Linked DNA regions of Mus musculus: all the other regions are linked to region 4. A link is a contact called in public Hi-C and HiChIP or PLAC-seq data. All regions are on one chromosome and are shown on one strand. The core of a region is the stretch at or near the end of the contact, and the rest is flanking DNA. Distances in the headings are between cores, read along the strand shown. Region 1 has its middle 22 kb from the start of Gm44851. Region 2 has its middle 27 kb from the start of Gm42398. Region 3 holds the start of Fes (feline sarcoma oncogene). Region 4 overlaps Blm (Bloom syndrome, RecQ like helicase).

Evidence for each region. A called contact is a pair of places that touch in the nucleus more often than the background predicts. HiChIP or PLAC-seq counts read pairs in DNA pulled down with a chosen protein or histone mark.
Region 1: a contact with region 4 is called in a Hi-C map of the HPC-7 cell line, with 2.4 times the contacts expected there. The contact joins two enhancer-like sites. A contact is called at or near these places in 1 of 15 datasets of contacts at CTCF or cohesin (CD8 T cells), 4 of 484 Hi-C or Micro-C datasets (CD4 T cells, the HPC-7 cell line, bone marrow-derived macrophages and 1 more), 6 of 115 datasets of contacts at active chromatin or transcription factors (CD8 T cells, the HPC-7 cell line, bone marrow-derived macrophages and 2 more) and 3 of 9 other capture datasets (adipose tissue, liver and pancreatic islet).
Region 2: a contact with region 4 is called in an H3K27ac HiChIP or PLAC-seq map of the HPC-7 cell line, with 6 times the contacts expected there. The contact joins two enhancer-like sites. A contact is called at or near these places in 3 of 15 datasets of contacts at CTCF or cohesin (CD8 T cells, large pre-B cells and pro-B cells), 25 of 484 Hi-C or Micro-C datasets (the AML12 cell line, the G1E-ER4 cell line, bone marrow-derived macrophages and 12 more), 9 of 115 datasets of contacts at active chromatin or transcription factors (CD8 T cells, the HPC-7 cell line, the SCID.adh cell line and 5 more) and 4 of 9 other capture datasets (adipose tissue, embryonic stem cells, liver and 1 more).
Region 3: a contact with region 4 is called in a Hi-C map of the HPC-7 cell line, with 5 times the contacts expected there. The contact joins the promoter of Fes here to the enhancer-like site in region 4. A contact is called at or near these places in 16 of 39 promoter capture datasets (the 3T3-L1 cell line, the C10 cell line, the HPC-7 cell line and 12 more), 1 of 15 datasets of contacts at CTCF or cohesin (CD8 T cells), 13 of 484 Hi-C or Micro-C datasets (the C2C12 cell line, the G1E-ER4 cell line, the HL-1 cell line and 8 more), 12 of 115 datasets of contacts at active chromatin or transcription factors (CD8 T cells, the HPC-7 cell line, acute myeloid leukemia and 5 more) and 3 of 9 other capture datasets (adipose tissue, liver and pancreatic islet).

Annotation. Positions count from the first base shown.
Region 1 is chr7:80,425,137-80,427,864 of GRCm38.p6, forward strand. No RefSeq gene overlaps it. Among named protein-coding and RNA genes, the nearest start is that of Gm44851, 22 kb to the left of the region's middle. Within about 2 kb of position 1,420, at least 69 of the 459 cell types and tissues checked have an H3K27ac peak or open chromatin away from gene starts, as enhancers often do. A contact at or near this core is called in the HPC-7 cell line, bone marrow-derived macrophages and microglia, where this site is marked.
Region 2 is chr7:80,582,028-80,584,949 of GRCm38.p6, forward strand. No RefSeq gene overlaps it. Among named protein-coding and RNA genes, the nearest start is that of Gm42398, 27 kb to the left of the region's middle. Within about 2 kb of position 1,309, at least 113 of the 459 cell types and tissues checked have an H3K27ac peak or open chromatin away from gene starts, as enhancers often do. A contact at or near this core is called in the G1E-ER4 cell line, the HPC-7 cell line, bone marrow-derived macrophages and 1 more, where this site is marked.
Region 3 is chr7:80,386,632-80,389,331 of GRCm38.p6, forward strand. Fes (feline sarcoma oncogene) reads right to left here and starts at 1,315. Exons shown (of 19, transcript NM_010194.2): 1 at 1,206-1,315; 2 at 491-712; 3 at 180-353. The coding sequence starts at 703. Furin (furin (paired basic amino acid cleaving enzyme)) reads right to left here. Exons shown (of 16, transcript NM_011046.3): 16 at 2,563-2,700.
Region 4 is chr7:80,494,119-80,496,890 of GRCm38.p6, forward strand. It overlaps Blm (Bloom syndrome, RecQ like helicase), which reads right to left. Exons shown (of 22, transcript NM_001042527.2): 10 at 1,872-1,985; 11 at 315-413; 12 at 1-132. Among named protein-coding and RNA genes, the nearest start is that of Blm, 40 kb to the right of the region's middle. Within about 2 kb of position 1,278, at least 38 of the 459 cell types and tissues checked have an H3K27ac peak or open chromatin away from gene starts, as enhancers often do. A contact at or near this core is called in the G1E-ER4 cell line, the HPC-7 cell line, acute myeloid leukemia and 4 more, where this site is marked.

The DNA.
Region 1 (2,728 bases), core at 170-2,669, 69 kb before region 4:
GGGCTACACAGAGAAAAAAACCTTGTTTCAGGGGGAAATAAGTCAGTGTGGTGACAGTAACCCCAGCCTAGCTTTTCATGACCTTGGTACCTGGCCTGGTAGCACACACCTTTAATCCCAGCCCTTGAAAGGCAATCTCTGTAACTTTGAGGGTAGCCAGCTAGGGTTACACAGTGAGACCTTGTAACTTTAATTGTTTCAAATCCTATTTTTAATGGTGGTTCTTAAACACTTTAACCTTCCTTGTAAGCCACCACCCACCAGAGGTAGTGGGAAAAAAAGGATATGGTGTGTGGGGGTGGGGGTGGGGGAAGTGGACCTGTTTAGAAAGGATCTTGGGAGCAACTCCCATCTGTATTGTCTGGAAATCAGCAGTTCAGTTCCCAGAGTCAGTAGTGACAGCTCCATCCACTCACAAACACCTCACAGATACACCAGCAGTCCGGTTCAGTAGGTCGGGTTAGCAACAGTGGTGACACAACCTAGCAGAGACAGCCAGGCCTTAGCCTAGGCTTGAGTCAAGAGGAGGAACCAACAGGAACCCCCAGAGAAGCTCTCGTCTGTGCATCTCTCAGGGAAGTGAAGATCATTGAAGATGCAAGAGCCACAAGCATTGCACTGCTAGCTGTCCCAGCAAGCCAAGCTGTCTCTGTCACCATGGAGTCCTATTTATACCTCCAAACATCACGTCTTCCACATGTCTTGCCTCAGCACGTCCATCCAATCAGCCCAAGTCTGCAGAAGCAGCAACAAACTGCAGCACACCACCAAAAATTTTTCCGTGGTTTCTCTCTTTGGTGTCCCAGCAAATGTAGCTCAACTGCTCAGTGTAAGGCAGAGCAATGCATGCGTGCTGTTAGCAAAGACTCCATCATGCTTCATCACTCCTCCTTTCACGTGCTTGCTTTAGCAGAGCATCCTCTCTCCTGTGTCTGCTTCAGCACAATGTTCCTTCATGAGTCTGCCTTAGCCTTTCACACCTGTGTCCACTTCTGGAAAACACCCCTTCATGTGTTTGATCCAGCAAAACACCGTCCAACTAACTTTCCAAAGAACCCTTAAGTTTCCACTTCAAGACCCTGTCTCAAAAAAGGAAGGAAAGGAAGTCTTTATAAAATGCCTACTGCCACATCAGCTGGATGCAGTTCTCTTAGGGCCTTGCACTAGGTCTGATTGCGGGATCACTTGCCAGCTCTAAGGCCTGGGTCAGTGACTTCTCCTGAATAGTTTCTCCTCCTCCTCCTCTTCTTCCTTTCCCTCCTCTTCCTCCTCCTCCTCTTCCTCCTTCCATGGCCTCCTTCGGTTGCCAAGGGTCATGTGCAACAATACAAACAGAAGCAGGAACTCAGCAAGTGACAGTTCCCGGTCCCTGGGTAGTAGTGGTGCAATTGGCAACAGGCACGTGGCTTCCTTTTTCTCTCTGACTCAGGCGGCTGCTTGTCTGACCCAAGCTGGTCCTGAGCTCGCTCTGTGGCTGAGGCTGATCTGTCTGCCTCTGCTCTCCAAGTGCAGGCCTTACTGGCCTGAGTCACCACACCCCACGATCTGCTGGGTTCAGTGAGTTTACCTTGTGCACAGGTTAGGCAAAGCTCACCAAGAGGACAGGGAAGACGGGGAGGGGACATCGTAACCCTGTATCTGAAATAAAGGAGGGGTGGCTTCCATTATTCAGAATAGAGTGGCATTGCCTGTGTCAAAATAGCAGAAGGACTGGGAAGACGCAAACAAAGAAATGGAACAGGAGAAAACCAACTAAGCCAGGTGTTGTCATGCATGCCTGTCAGCACAACACTTAGGAAGCTGAGGCAGGAGGATCACCATGAGCTCAAGGACAGCCAAGTCTACAAAGTGAGACTCAGTGGGGAGAGGGATGGAAGATGGGGGTAAGGGAGGGAGTCTGGGGAGGGACAACTAACACTAAGGGGTGTTTGAGGTCATATGGAACCCTGCTACTGTGGAAACTTCCTATAATACATATGTGAAAGAAACAGAGTCGCCAAATAACAGGAGAGACAATTACCCCCTCCCCATGTCATTTGCCACCAAGTGAAGTCTCCAGTGCTGGGAATGGGTTATATCTTGTTGAGTCATTGGCCAAGACCCCATGAAAACCCCAACCATCTCAGGCTATTGCCAAGGCTGTAGGTTGCACTCTACAAACCGACGGTAAGGCCTAATTACTGACGACAACACTTCCATATCTCAAAGGACATAGAGGAGTTGAGCTGGCACCTAATTAGAGCCTTGCTCCTACTGACTAGTGTTCATGGCATTGGAAGGTGCTCTGCATGCTGCCAGAGGAGACAGATAACCACCAACTCAGTTACAAACCCCGTGATCTACAATGGTGACCTACTTGCAAGCTATGTCGGTGCAATTTGTGACTGACACAAATGTTGGCAGTAACCAATCACTCTCTGCTTGAACTTAAGGCCCACCCGATGAGATAGAACCCACGTCTTGTCTGACACAGCTCACCTGGCCAAGAACCTGGTGACAGTGTAGCCTGGTGACAGTATAGCCGGAGTTTTCAGCTACTCTGCTTTGTGCTCCAGGAGGGTCTCGCGCCTCCAGTTACCTGCCCAGTCCAGGAACTCTTTGGATCCACGAATGAAACACACACACACACACACACACACACACACACACACACACACACTTATTTTTGAAATGCCCTCTAGCTCAATGGCTGGTCAGTTCTAATCCTCCACCTGCTACCCCAGGCCCA
Region 2 (2,922 bases), core at 59-2,558, 88 kb after region 4:
TCAGGGGCTCGTGTTGATACTCAGAAAACCATTCAACTTTCTCCCTGCTCCCTCCCAAGGGAAAAGCAGTCTGTCCTTACCCATGTTGTCAGCAGTTAGTCTGTCTTTATCCATGGTGTTGCCATTGTAGTTAGGGGTGGGCAATCACAGCCCAGAAATAGAAAATGGAAAGTTCCAGAGATGCATTTTTCTCTTTCTCTTGGCCTTTTTGTTTTTGAGTCAGAGCCTCAGGTAGCCCAGGATAGCCTCAGATTCACTATCCTCCTGCCTCCACCTCCAACGCGCTCAGGCTACAGGCATGTGCATCACAATGGGGAAGTCTTGCTTCCCCACGGGTATATGTGAACCAGAGGCAAGGACTGTCTAAATCAATTCTGACTTCCCAGTTCCCAGCTCAGTAGCCTCCAGCACCATCTCTCTCTCTCTCTCTCTCTCTCTCTCTCTCTCTCTCTCTCTCTCTCTCTCTCTCTCACACACACACACACACACACACACACACACACACACACACACAGAGTCAGGACTGCCCGGTTATTTTCTTTAGTTCCAAATTCTAACACTTCAACCATCCATCACCAACTCCGAGTCAGGACTCCCGTACTTATATTGGGAGGCATAGCAGCACAGTAGTTTTTTTTCTTGTTTGTTTGTTTGTTTGTTTTTCCCTATCAATTTCCCCCAGGCATCAGGCATAAATCAGGCTGTTGTAAAACCTTCAAGGTTGGCAGCAGAGAATCCAGACACCTGTGGCTGGGACTAGCTCAGCCCTTCTGGCAAAGATTCCCTGATGACAAAGGCTTAGGAGGAATGGGTGGGGGATGAGGAGTGGGAAGCCCATTCTGCAAGGACAGGCCAGAGCACGGAGTCCACACCCGGAACAGCGGCCAAACAATGGTGGGAGCGAAGGTTACCGGACAGGATGTAAATAGTGCAAGCCTTGACAATGAGAAAACTCAAACTCATAAAATGTGGGAGGGGAAGGAGCCCGGAAGTGGTGACGAGCTCATTTCCTCTCCTAAACTCGGGTCCTCGGGAGATGCCGTCTGTCCGTCTGTCTGTCCGCAGTCCCAGTCTGTCAAAAGCACAAGTCAAGCACTTAGTATTGTTCTTTGAAAAAACGTATTAGCGACGTAAAAAGCATGTGACTCTTTGTGGCTTGGTAACTTTCCCCATCACATCTAGATTTCCTTTTGTTCTGTTAAACAGAATTTTTTTTTCTTAAAAGCACACTATTACTGGGGCGCATTCCCCTACCGCTGATCCTTTCTCTATCATCCACGGTGCACACCTCTCTACCAAAGCTGCCTGGGTACCAGCCAGCCCCAGTGATTTCTAGGAGTTCCAGGTTCCAACCACTTGAAAGCCTAGCCTCAGGGGTGTGGCTCGGCGCTGTTTTGCATCTGTGATCATGAATGTGCACATTTATAAAAACAAGGCTCTTTCTTTCTGGACAGTGGTAGAGATCAATTCAGGGTTTCACTTTCTTCCCCAGGCCAGTAAAGCCCTTTAAAACACCTTTTTTTTTTTTTTAAATTTTACATTAAAAAAAATGCATCCAGTGCCTACAGAGGCCAGAAAAGGGCATAGGCTCCCTGGAACTGGAGTCTTGAATGGTTGTGAGCTGCCGTGCAGGTGCTGGGAATTGAGTCTGGGTTCTCTGAAGAGCAGTCAGTGATCTTAACCACTGAGTTCCCTCTCCAGCACCTCTCTCTCTCTCTCTCTCTCTCCATATATATGTATGTATGTATACGTGTATATATATGTATGTATTTCTAAGACAGGGTATCATGTAGCCCAGGCTGGCTTCAGTCTTGTCATATAGCTGAGGCTGGCCGTGGACATCTGTCCCACCTCCCAAGCATTCGGCTTCCATGTGTATAGCAGCTTGCCCGGCTTCAGGATGTAGCTTGAAGCCTTGGGAATCCTGTGCCATGGCAAGGACAGAGACAGAAAGCAGGAGGTCGTGGAGTCAGTCTCCTTAGGGTCAGGGCCTTGCGTGCCCACTGGCAGATAGGTGACCCTGAGCCTCTCTGCAGTTCTTTTAGGTTGCTGGAAGGAACGTGGGTGTGCAGTGTCTGATCGTTGGTAGTGGTCACTAAGGATGCTGATGGCCTTCTGTCACTGTGGGCGTCAGTCCTTCCTGATGCCAATCTTCAGAGACCCAGGGGATCAAGTGGCTCTCTTTCTTTGGTTGTTTCCCCTGTCCTTAGAACCACTCGTACAGCCTCAGCTCCATCTAGTGTTCACATGGGGACACAGCCCCAAGATCTTACTGCAAATCTTACTTTCCAGAGCTGCACAGTGAAGCCCATTTAGAGTAACCCTCCAGTGCTAATATTTGGCATTTCAAATCAAGTGTTGTACAAGCCCAGTACTCTAAGCATCAGTACATATTGTCCTCAAAGGGACAGATTCATGTAACAAATAGTTGTAAAAAATGATGTTGACTGCCAGGTGTGGCATGGCTTCAGTTCCAGCGCTGGAGTCAGAGGCAAAGGAGGATCCCTGTGAACTCCAGGCCAGCCAGGGTCTTAAAAAAACTGACATCGGCTGATGGAATTCTTGGTGCCAGGAACAATTCTAAATTCTTGAATTGTGCAAGTTCACTTCCCACAACCCAGTATCATGACATGGAAGGTGTTTGTTTCATTTCAGAGGTGCAGAAAGATGAAGTAAAATCTGTCCCTCTGAGTGGACGTGATCCTTTAGGATGCCCGTGTCCCAGTGGCTAAGGACAGTGCTCACTGAACCCCATGGGCTATAAAAGGATGAATTGGTGTGGGGGGAGGGAGGTGGCGGTGAGGTCTAGGAGGTGAAGGGGGCATGGGGTGTGTTGTTTAACCAGTATCCACTGCAGAGATGTATGAAATTCTCAAAGAATGAGCAGAAAATATGGAAAAAAAGCACCACTCTGTTGAGTGT
Region 3 (2,700 bases), core at 65-2,564, 110 kb before region 4:
GGCTCAACAGGCCCTGTAGCAAGTTAGCCAAAGTTGTGAGAGGAAAGGAGGAAGCTGCAGCGGCAAGGCCACACAGGCCATCCTGGAGCTGGGCCTGCGGTCAGTGACTTCTGCTTCCCTAAGCACTCTTGTGTAAAACTGCACCTTATTGCGACAGCGTCCTCTGGGTGCCCGCCTACCTTGGTGAGCTCCTGCTGCAGCTGCTGCCACTGCTCGTTGTACGTCTTTCTCAGGTGCTGCCGCTCCCGGATCAGCACGCTCAGTTTGCTCAAGGGCCCCGAGTTCAGATCTTCTGCATGCTGCCGCAGCACCCGGCTCAAGTTCTCGGTCTGGCTTGTTATCTCTGCCCAGGACTACAGCACATTGTGGGATAGGGAAATGGGAAGAACAGGGCAATGGCCCGCAAGCCTGGGTTTGCATCCTTTCCAACCCCACCTCTAAGCGGGGAGGTGATGAGGGCAAGTGAATGGGAGAGCTCACGGAAGCTCACCTGGCTGACAGGGCTGTCGGGGCCGCTGCTCCAGCTCTGGCCTCCGCTGTCCTGCAAGGACATGTGGTGAAGCAATCCTGCATATTCCCGGTCACTCTTGACCCTCTGGGCCATCCACTTCCTCATGCCCTCCAATAAGCGCAGCTCAGCTTCCTGCATCTGCTGCACTGCCCCGTGGCCCTGGGGGCTGCACAGCTCTGAAGAGAAGCCCATAATGGTGTCCTGGGGACAGAAACCGGGTCATTCAGTGGAGACAAAAGAAGCGGCTGGTGATGGAAGATGAGGCTACGGTCGAAGAGGGCTGCGGGCGGGACATGGGTGGGGTTCTGCTTAGAAAAAAAAAAAAAATACCAAGAGGTGCAGAGAGCAGCCTGGACTGGGGCTGGCCCTTCTGCTTCCGATGTACTAGACTAGATTTCAGAGCCAGTGGTCCTGTTTCCAGGAACCAGACTGGAGGTCCCTAACAGGACCCTTCCCCCACACCATTCCTGGGTGTTACCGACTCCTGCCCTGCCCAGGGCCTTCAACAGTGCTGGACTGCGGCCTCCGGGAGCCACCGAAAAAAAACCCTATCACTGGGCTTTCCTGCTCTTCCCAAGATCCTAGCCCCACCCCCATCAGGTTTCAGGTTCCCAGAACACCCGCCTGGCCCCTTTCCGGTGCCCAGCCCTGCCCGTGTTCCACATAAACTCCTGGATCTCGAAGGTGGAGTTACCTTTCTCGGGCAGCTGCTCCTGGGGTAGGTGGCGGTGGACCGACTAAGGCCCAGAATCTGCCGGGCCAGTTCCTGATTCCTGCTTCCTCCTCCGTGGTTTCAGTTGCCCTAGGCCGCGGGGCGGGTCCACTATAGGGAAGAGAGAGCACAGCCCACCCCCCCATCCTGCTCCCCACTCTGCGTGCCCTGGGCCACAGCCTACAGCGACAGCTCAGCCACGGAAACGGAAGGGAGGAGGAGGCCGGCAAAGAATGGCCATGCGAAGAGTGGCCTGTGAACCAGGCACTCTCCAGGGTCCCGCGAACGCGGGGGAAGGAACCCAAAATGCAGTGGGGATGGACTCAAGGTGAGGCCTCAGGCAGGGTGTTGGGACCCCCGGGGCACCCAGGGTGTGTGGACTAATGTGAATCCTGACAGCGTGCTAGGGTGCCAGGGGGACATAGAGGAAGGAAGCCTAATCCTGTCCCTCCTCTGGATTCCCTAAGGAGACCTCAGGCGCCAGCCACTATTTGCATATAAAATCTCCAAGTCAAAATCCTAAGCAGAGGCCTGCTTCTCGGGCCCGGGTTCCGGTAGCACCCTTTCTCTCAGGCAGGGCGTTGAGTCTCAGTGGCAGCCTGGGCCAGCGTGGGGTATAGAACTGAGGAGAAATTATTTCCCCATGAGGGACTCAGGTTCCCCCAGCCATTCAATCCTGGTTTGCTGGGGTTTTTTTTGTTTGTTTGTTTTGTTTTTTCTTTTATTTTGAGAAAGGGTCTCTCTGTGTAGTCCTAGAACTTGCTATGTAGATCAGGCTGGCCTCAGATGAAGAGATGCCCTGCCTCTGCCTCCCAAATGCTGAGATTAAAGGTGAGCTCGGCTAGCTGTGATAAACACCAGAACTGAAAGCAGCCTGGAGAGAGAGATTGTCTGATTTAAGGATTAGAGTCCACCACCAAGGGAAGTCAGGGCTGGAGCTGAAACAGGAACCACGGAGGACACTGCTCGCTGGCCACTTGCTTTCACAGGCACCCCAGGATCTTTGTATGGGAAGGTAGACACCCCCAGTACACCGGGCCTTTCCACATCAGCCAGTATCAAAATGCTCCACCGACTTGCCCACAGGCCAATCCAATGGAGGCAACTTCTCAACTGAAGCTTCTCTTCCCAGGTGACACTAGCTTATGTCATGATAAAACCAAGGAGCACACAGATCTGGGTTCACTCAGGATCCCCTCAGACCTCAGCAGTGGAAGCCCTAGACCTCTTAGAGGCATTTAAGCCTTCTGACTTAAGCCAAACTGGCCCCTAGTTCCCACCCTTCCCCAGTCAAACAGCTAAGGGTCCCGAGAAGAGCTATAGACACTGGAGACCGGGCTTGGTTTGCATAGTCTGCACGTTTAATCACTTTAAAACCTCTAACATTATCTCGTGTCCATTAAATAGAACCAACAATGCCAGGCCTGTTTAAATTACAAGGAAAAAAAAAATCACTGTGCACCAACCCAGCATCTTA
Region 4 (2,772 bases), core at 28-2,527:
CTTCAGCTGAGTGAGGATGTCCTTCTGGACCCTGGGGTTCGCTGTGGCCGTGAGGGCCATCACTGGAACAGAAGGAAACTTCTGGCGAAGCATATTCATCCTTTTGTAATCTTGACGAAAATCATGACCCCACTAATTGGAAAAAAAATGTTGCTTTCAGGTTATTTGTATCTCTCGGGTCGATATATAAGATGCACTTTATTCTCCAGTGAAGCAGCAGAGCGATCAGTCAGCCACTGTGGGTTGTTCTTCAGTGCTGTGGCTCTGAGCACTACTGGTGGTATAAACACACTGATATCCCAAGAGAAACTTACCTGACTCACACAATGCGCTTCATCAATGACAAAACGTGCCAAGAGCTTCCGCTCATACAGATTCTCCAGAGTAGAAATCAGCCTGTTACTTGCACAGACCTAGAATAGAGATACACGAGAGATGTAAACACATCTGAATGAATATCGTCACTCCCTGTTAGAACTACTCACACACGAGTGATTCTGTCCTCAGTCTGTGAAGAGAGCAGAAAAGCAAAGGGCAATCCAGACACTTCAATGCCCTCATCCACATCCAACAGCTTTACTTATCAGGCTAGTAGCTCTGAGAGTTACCACATGTTTACTCTGGTTACAGGACTTACATTTTTTTACATGTATTCATTTTGTGTTTGTGCATGTGTAGGGTGGGTCTGTGCACACAATGATGTATATGCGTGAATTCAGAGTTAAGGTGGTTGGTTCTAGGTCCTTAGGCACATTCCCCATGAGCAACCGCCAGCCTGATAACGGGAGTTTAGATGTGTGTTTGGTATGTGCATACTATTGGGGAAGAACTCTATGTATTACACATATAGATAGCTATGTGCCAATAACAAGCATATCTTAACAGGGACATAAGACACAGAAGTCAGGTTGATGAAGCGTCCTCACTGGTTGAACATAGGCAATTAGAACATCAAAATACATAGTGAAAATGATTATAATTTACTAAACTAATAAAGAACCCACAAGTTCACACTGATAAATACGCAGCATCAGGCAAGGCTTTCATAAAGCCAGGATGGATTGTATCAGTAAACTCAACCTGGCACTCATCATAGTAATAATAAGAAACAAATCATCAACGATGCTAAAGCTTGTGGGGAGGCTCTGATGTCTGCCACGGTGTCTGTACAGTCTGAGACCTCCTACAACAGAGCAACTGCTCACTAGGCAGCTGGAAGGGGAAGGAAACGTTAAGCCCAGCGAGCAGCAGCCTGGCAATGCTATTTTGATCGAGTGATTGGCCAGTGACCACCACTGGTAATGGGATGAGTCACTGCCAACTGTCTTCTGATAGCACACAGCACATCTGTGGCATCCCTGCCAACGTGAGGAATAGGGATTTAATCAGCAGGAAACAAGGCAAATTCAAATTGAGGCACAGTCCCCAAAACTGGCCCTTATGCTTCAAAATGTCAAAATAATGAAACTGTTTAGATAGGAGATGAAATAGGGGTTTTCTTTTTTTCCCTTTTTTACAAAGGTCATTACTGAAAGGTTAATGGCTTAAGTAACAGTATGTGTCACTGTACATTTCCTGACGGGTAAATTACAGTGGTTCCTAAGGGAGTGCTATACAGTCAGGAAATGCAGAGTGAGGTAAAGGAGAGGTAAAATGGCAGATCTGCAACTCACTGTCAATTAAGTGTTTCACAACAAACTGGAGAAAGAACAAACAACACAGGAGGCAGAGAAGACTTTACCATCTGTGGTCTGGAGTGAAGGTTATACAAGAATTCATTAATGTATATAAAAATTATCACCAAGTTCTTCAAATATATGTATTTGAGTGCGTTGCAATATTACACTGAAGAGAGTGAGATAAATACGAACCTTCTCTGGAGTAACATACAAAAGCTTGATGATTGGGTCTTTTTTGGATAATTGGAGGTAAATATTTGCAGCTTCTGAGTCAGTCTTATCCCCTGTCAGATATGTAGCTGGAATCTAAGTTAAGAGTAATAATTTAAATTTCATTTTATTTATACATTAATCAGATATGATCGTGCTTAGGTTTCATATTTTATAAGTCATATATCACACTTTCCAAAAGAAACAAATACCTCACCATAACAATCAATGCACCATTTTTATTTTTAAGTTTTGTTTTCTGAGTCAAGAGTTTCACTTTTGAGTCTCAAACTTGTGACCCTCCTGTACCCTCAGCTTCTAAAGTACTGGTAATTATAGGCATGTGTCACATCTAGCTAGTACACATATTTTTAAAAATTAACATTAAATGCAACTCAAAATAGCTTTCCCACTTAGGTGTGGTGGCATACATATGAGGAATCCTAGCTGGCAGGAGGATGAGAAAGGAGGTTTAGGAATTCAAGGCAGCCTTGCCATCCGGCAAATCTGAAGCTAGCCTGTGCTATGGCAAGATGCTTCTGTGTCAAGAAAAACTACAAAAGGCTCTCCACTGTTCCATTTTCTATGTTTCATCTCCTCTATCTGTAAAAAAGACCATGTTGTCTGTGTGTGTAACTGGAGCTGGCCCCAAATTTGCTTGTATGCCAGGCTTGCTTCTAACTGACAGAGAGGAACCTCTTTTTGCCTCTGAAAGTGCTGAGGCTTAAAGGTCTGCACCACAATGGTCGGCCTGGCTACGTTTACAGGTCTCATTGCTGTGATGGTAACTGTTGGTTAGAACAAGGTGAACAGCTGGGCAATGGTTATCAACACTGCAATGACATTCTTTAGAAGAAAAGTCAAACCAGCTGTCACACTGAGA